Regions from separate parts of the Salmo salar genome. Here region 1 is linked to region 2. A link is a contact called in public Hi-C data. All regions are on one chromosome and are shown on one strand. Each heading gives the region's core, a stretch centred on a gene start, on an enhancer-like site or on the middle of the called end of the contact. The rest is flanking DNA. Distances are from core to core; before and after follow the strand shown.

What was found. A called contact is a pair of places that touch in the nucleus more often than the background predicts.
Region 1: a contact with region 2 is called in a Hi-C map of gill, with 4 times the contacts expected there. The contact joins the promoter of LOC106565401 here to the promoter of LOC106565378 in region 2. A contact is called at or near these places in 2 of 3 Hi-C or Micro-C datasets (blood and gill).

What each region holds. Positions count from the first base shown.
Region 1 is chrssa12:60,234,167-60,237,045 of Ssal_v3.1, reverse strand. LOC106565401 (dnaJ homolog subfamily C member 14) reads left to right here and starts at 1,418. Exons shown (of 7, transcript XM_014132481.2): 1 at 1,418-1,737; 2 at 2,359-2,879. The coding sequence starts at 2,624.
Region 2 is chrssa12:59,426,706-59,429,405 of Ssal_v3.1, reverse strand. LOC106565378 (golgin subfamily A member 7) reads right to left here and starts at 1,345. Exons shown (of 6, transcript XM_045691579.1): 1 at 918-1,345; 2 at 449-574. The coding sequence starts at 926.

The sequences.
Region 1 (2,879 bases), core at 169-2,668, 810 kb before region 2:
CCTGGCTATCCTTAAATTAAAAATGACAATTGTTATGTCTGGTTTGCTTTATATAAGGAATTTGAAATGATTTATAATTGTACTTTTACCTGTAATACTTAAGTATATATTAGCAATTACATTTACTTTTGATACTTAAGTATATTTAAAACCACATACTTTTAGACTTTACTCAAGTAGTATTTTACTGCGTGACTTTCACTTTTACTTTAATCATTTTCTATTATGGTGTCTTTACTTTTACTCAAGTATGACAATAAGAGTACTTTTTCCACCACTGCTGGTTAGACATGATGACACCATGGGCAACACTAACTGGTGACTAGTTCTCTTTCAGACAAATATGTTCAACTCATAGTTAGTTTATCAACTGACCACCGTATTTAGGATAGAAACATTGCTGAAATGTAGCTAGCTAGGCAGTAGCCAAACTAGCCAACAAATCGTGGATTACCTATTATTTGATATATGTAGGTTAATTTACTCATATCAAGCAACAGACAGTTTGTGGAAAGGTACAAATAACAATTAGTGTACTCGTTTAATGAATGATCGGACAGTGAAACTTAAATTGATCGATAGCTAGCTGGTGAAGCTTTCATTTATTCCCAATTAATTAAACTGAAGCTAGGTTTCCCAAATCATGTTTACTGCTCATGCAGGCGAGCTTCTGTGTGGCGTCACACATCAAGAAGTCTCAACCTATCCTCCCGACGCAACTCATGAATATTACTCAAATCTGTCAAGTGATTGGTTGAGCCTTCTTGGGTGCGTGACCTCACTCTCATTTCTCTCATCCTTATAGTTTTGCACTTCCTAAAATATATGCTCATTAGGAGTCAATGCATATTATAGCGATCAGCTATGTTTATTTTACTGTAATACAATGTACAGACATTTGTGTAAGGTGCAATGTGTATGTCCAATATGAAATTAGCAGTGACGATGCTGGGGGTGTAAACTCTGTGGAGTTGCTCCTGAGTAGAATGGTGCCCTTTTACTGGGACACAACATACAGGGTTTGGCCCGGTGTAGGCTGTCATTGTAAACAATAATTTCTTAACTGACTTGCCTAGTTAAATAAAGGTACAAAAAAAAAGTGATTTGTAGATCAGTCAGTCGAACAAACCCAATATCTGTGGGGCTTCTCATGGCAAAATTATTTAGCTGAGTCTATCTTTAACAATGTTGTCAATGTAACATTATTTGCTTTAAGGAACTATTTTCATTTTTTTGTTTTGTTTGATTGTTAAACTAAATTCTAAGTCTGTTAACAATTACAAATAAAATTTTACGAATATCGACCAGTGTATTATTTTTTACCATCGTCATTGGCTGACTTTTATTTTGAAGGGAAATGGCCGAGGTCACGGCACGGCCTTATTCTTGCTAGGTCTTGCTTATTCTTTCTCGCGTCTCAGTAGTGGTTTATGTGAGGTGTCTGCTGCCCTCGGAAGTGAAAAATAGTAAGACAAACAGCAAGGACAGCGTTAGCCAAGAACAAGATAATAAAAAATACATCATATCTGCATAAGCAGAACGAAAACACTCTCCTAATACAGGATAAGATTAGTTTCATACACAATTCAATAACTACATTTTCTTTCTACGACCAGAATTTCTGTTTGCCATATTTGGTCAATTTGAGGAGCAAAGCTAACGTTACAGGGCTCGAGTTAGCCACTTCGAAAGGAAGACTACATTTTATCATCTTCCCTTCCTTTACGGAAGAGAAAAGTGAGTTGCGCTGGCTGTCATCTTTCCCAATGTTATTTCAGTCAGTGTAAACATTAAAATAGCTCAAATAATATTATCAATAATCCGCCGTTAAGATTATTTAAATTGCATTAGCTACAGTAGCTAGTTAGCTAAACACGAGCAACTAATAATGTTAGCTAGCTGTTAGTCTTGAGACAGTTGGTCATTTTGCTCGCGACGTTGGCGACATAGCTAATTTGCTAGAACCGAAGATTGCCCCCATTATTCTCTGGAATATTCCATCCTAGTCAGTTATGGTTTTAGAAAGTCATTATATTTCTAGCTAGTGCAACTACTGACAACCAGATAGCTATAGAGTTTGGTTTATATTTTCAAAATGTCGGCGCTGTGAAGCAGCTCGTTGAGTGCTGCGGTCATGCAGCGTGCTATGGAGAATATTGATCAAGGCACACTACAGTAGAAAACATAATTGATAATAACATGTCATTACTTTGACAATAACAATGATGCATGCAGATACTCCATATCCCATTTAATGTCATTTCTTAGTGAGCTTTGCCTTTATATTAGACCCTTTGTTCTAGTGCAAATAAAGGGAAAGTGATACGGCTAATGTTTAAACTTGCTTTCTTTTCACAGGCAATAACCAGATACAAGATGAGGCTAGTCGTGCCCAAGGATTGTAATGATTGATCCGTGATCCAATGCCTTCAAAGTTTCTGTATTGGATAGACTACCGTGGACAATGGCGCCTGCCATTCCAGTATTATTCAGCTGTCCTTATCTGACACTTCAGCCCTGTCAGTGTCAGAGAAGGTGCTGTCAGTGAGAATGGGTCAAGGTCCCTACCTGCCGTGAGATTGGAGACTTTTTTTGGCACTTTAATCAAGAGACAGGGCGGAAGATGGAGAAAGGGGTGGCTGAGAGCGAGATGGAGGAAGAGACATGGACTGTAGAGGCAGCTGAGGAGAGCCCTGAAGAGCTGCCCTCAGGTGTTCCTACCCTCTTGTCTTCCACCTCCATGCCTGACCAGTGGGAAGTCAGAGGAGATGAGGAAAGTCATCAACCAGTTCCCAAAGAGGACATGACAGACTATCTCAAAGCTACCCCTCAGGATATCCCAACTCCAATCAACCAGGACTCAGGAGAAGCAGAGTATT
Region 2 (2,700 bases), core at 96-2,595:
TTGTTAACAGGTATTGTTTCAATTCAAAACTTGCACAAGACAGTTCACAGAATTGTCCTTTTAAAGAAATGTAGCCAATGAATTAATTACTACATTTAGCTAACATTAGATATGGACTAACTATCTAGTATTTATAAAATAGTCAGACAGCACAGGCATCAGCTCTATAAAATAAATGTAATATACAAAACTGAAATATTTTATTAAAGTTGTGAATAAATTATGGTTAATAGGTGATAAGCAGTAATGGGCCATCTATACAATCATGTGACTTATTTATTGTTTTATTCTGTGTTACAGCATTCAACCCACAATGCATAGTGCATTTAATGTAAAAAAATAAATAATCCAAAAACCGTGATTATTTGTTTATAATCGAACCAAAACGACCTAAAAAAAAAAAACATTTTTAAAGCACATATCGCTCAGCGTTAGTGCGTTATCATACCCTGGACTCCAGCTCTGAGGGGAACTTGGTCTGGAACTTGCAGATTTTACCCGAGTTGTAGTCCCTCTGGACATACACTTTGGAGGCGACGGCTGCTTGTTGCTGCAGCTCCTGCAAGCTGTGCGTCTGGGTGGGGTAAAGCATGAATTAAGTGAGGAAAGCATGACTTGAAAAAACATCTCATTGGATTACTTGAATCCATCAGAATTCTAGTTATTGACTTAATGGGAAAAGCTAGCTAGCTAACGTTACATATCAATGCTTCAGACAGACTATGGGCCTTAAGTTTTTGGGAAACAGGGCCCTGGACAGGCAGAGAGCTTACTAACGTTAGCTAACGTACCTAGTTTGCTAGGCTAGTAGACCAAGCAACCAAATGGTGATATCTAATTTGGTCAGACACGGCTTATAATATAGTTGTAAATGTCTAAATACACACAGTTAAAACACAAATGTGAACGCAATTTACCTCCGCCATAGTGGACTGTGAGTGTTCCTTCCTCCAGCTAACTCACTACTGCCGCGTTCAAACCAACTGGGAACTCAGGAAAAACGAGCTCTGACTGGGAAAAATCGATCTGAATGGTCATTAAACTCGGAATTCCAACTCCGGAACAAGGGCTTATTTCTTGTGCCGCGTTCAAAACAACTGGGAACTCGAAAAAATACGCGGTCAAATCATGACGTCAGGGATTTTCAGGTCGGAAAGTCGGAGCTCAAGAAAAAGGCCCGAGTTCCCGAGTTGGAATTCCGAGTTCGATAACCGTTCAAATATAATTTTTTTTCTTCCGAGTTCCCAGTTGTTTAAAAAGCTCGGAAGTCTGATATTTTCGGGACCGAGTTCCGAACTCCCAGTTGGTTTGAACGCGGCATAAACTCCGACTTTCCGACCTGAAGAACACTGACGTCATGATTTGACCAGTATTTTTTAAAAGTTTCCAGTTGTTTTGAACGCTGCATAACACCGTTGTGAAGCGGGCAACAATAACTACGCACTTCCGGGTCACAGATTTTTGGAATCCTTCAGAATAAGAGTCTTTTCCTATATAGTTTCAAAAATAATAATTAGGGCGAAAATAAGAAATGTGCATCATTATCGATATATTTGATACTACTTATCATACAAATAATTATTTAAAGTATTTAAATAAGATATTATGTAATTTATTTGTTTATTTTTCCAAGCCTAAATGGTCAACAAAGTTTTTTATTCTTTGTGTACATTTATTGCACAGTACATAATTGCTTGTATGTTGTGTCACAGTAAAAGGGTGGTCCATTCTACTCAGGAGAAAAACATATTGATAAAACAGCAGCTAAAATGGGGAGAAGTCTGTCCATAATAAATCCTTACTGTACCTTCTAAACAGCACTATCAACAAAGCATGTCATACAGGTCCTAGTTTTGTCACGCCTGACTATAATCAGGTGCCACCAAGAGGGACTTAGAAAAATTGCAATTGGCTCAGAACAGGGCAGCACGGATGACCCTTGGATGTATACAGAGAGCTAACATCAATCTCTCCTGGCTCAAAGTGGAGGAGAGATTAACTTCATCAATACTTGTATTTGTGAGAGGTATTGACATGTTGAATGCACCGAGCTGTCTGTTTGAACTACTGTCACACAGCTCGAACGTTCTCTGAATAAACTGTACAAACCTATTGCATAAGCTGAGTCTTTGCCTAATTATTCTTAACCAGGGTGTCTTACAAACCTTGGGGATTAGTCAAAGCTTATTGATTGTTAGTTATTATCATTGGGATTGAAAATTCTCCTGACAGCGGCCCATGGATCCCTCCCCCATACTCCCGGCCTTCTGCCTGGTGGCGCCGGTAGTGTGGGAGCTGGACGCGGACATTGAGCAGGCGTTGTGTGCAGAGCCTGCTCCCCTCCAGTGTCCCGCTGGGCGTCTGTACGTTCCGTCTGCTGTCTGTGACCGGCTGATCTATTGGGCCCACACGTCACCCTCCTCTGGTCATCCAGGCATCGGTCGGACGGTGCGCTGTCTGAGTGGGAAGTACTGGTGGCCCACTTTGGCTAAGGACATGAGGGTTTATGTTTCCTCCTGCTCGGTGTGCGCCCAGTGTAAGGCTCCTAGGCACCTGCCCAGAGGTAAGCTACATCCCTTACCCGTTCCACAACGGCCATGGTCACACCTGTTGATCGATTTCCTGACCGATCTCCCCCTATCACAGGGAAACACCACGATCCTGGTTGTTGTGGATCGTTTCTCTAAGTCCTGGCGTCTC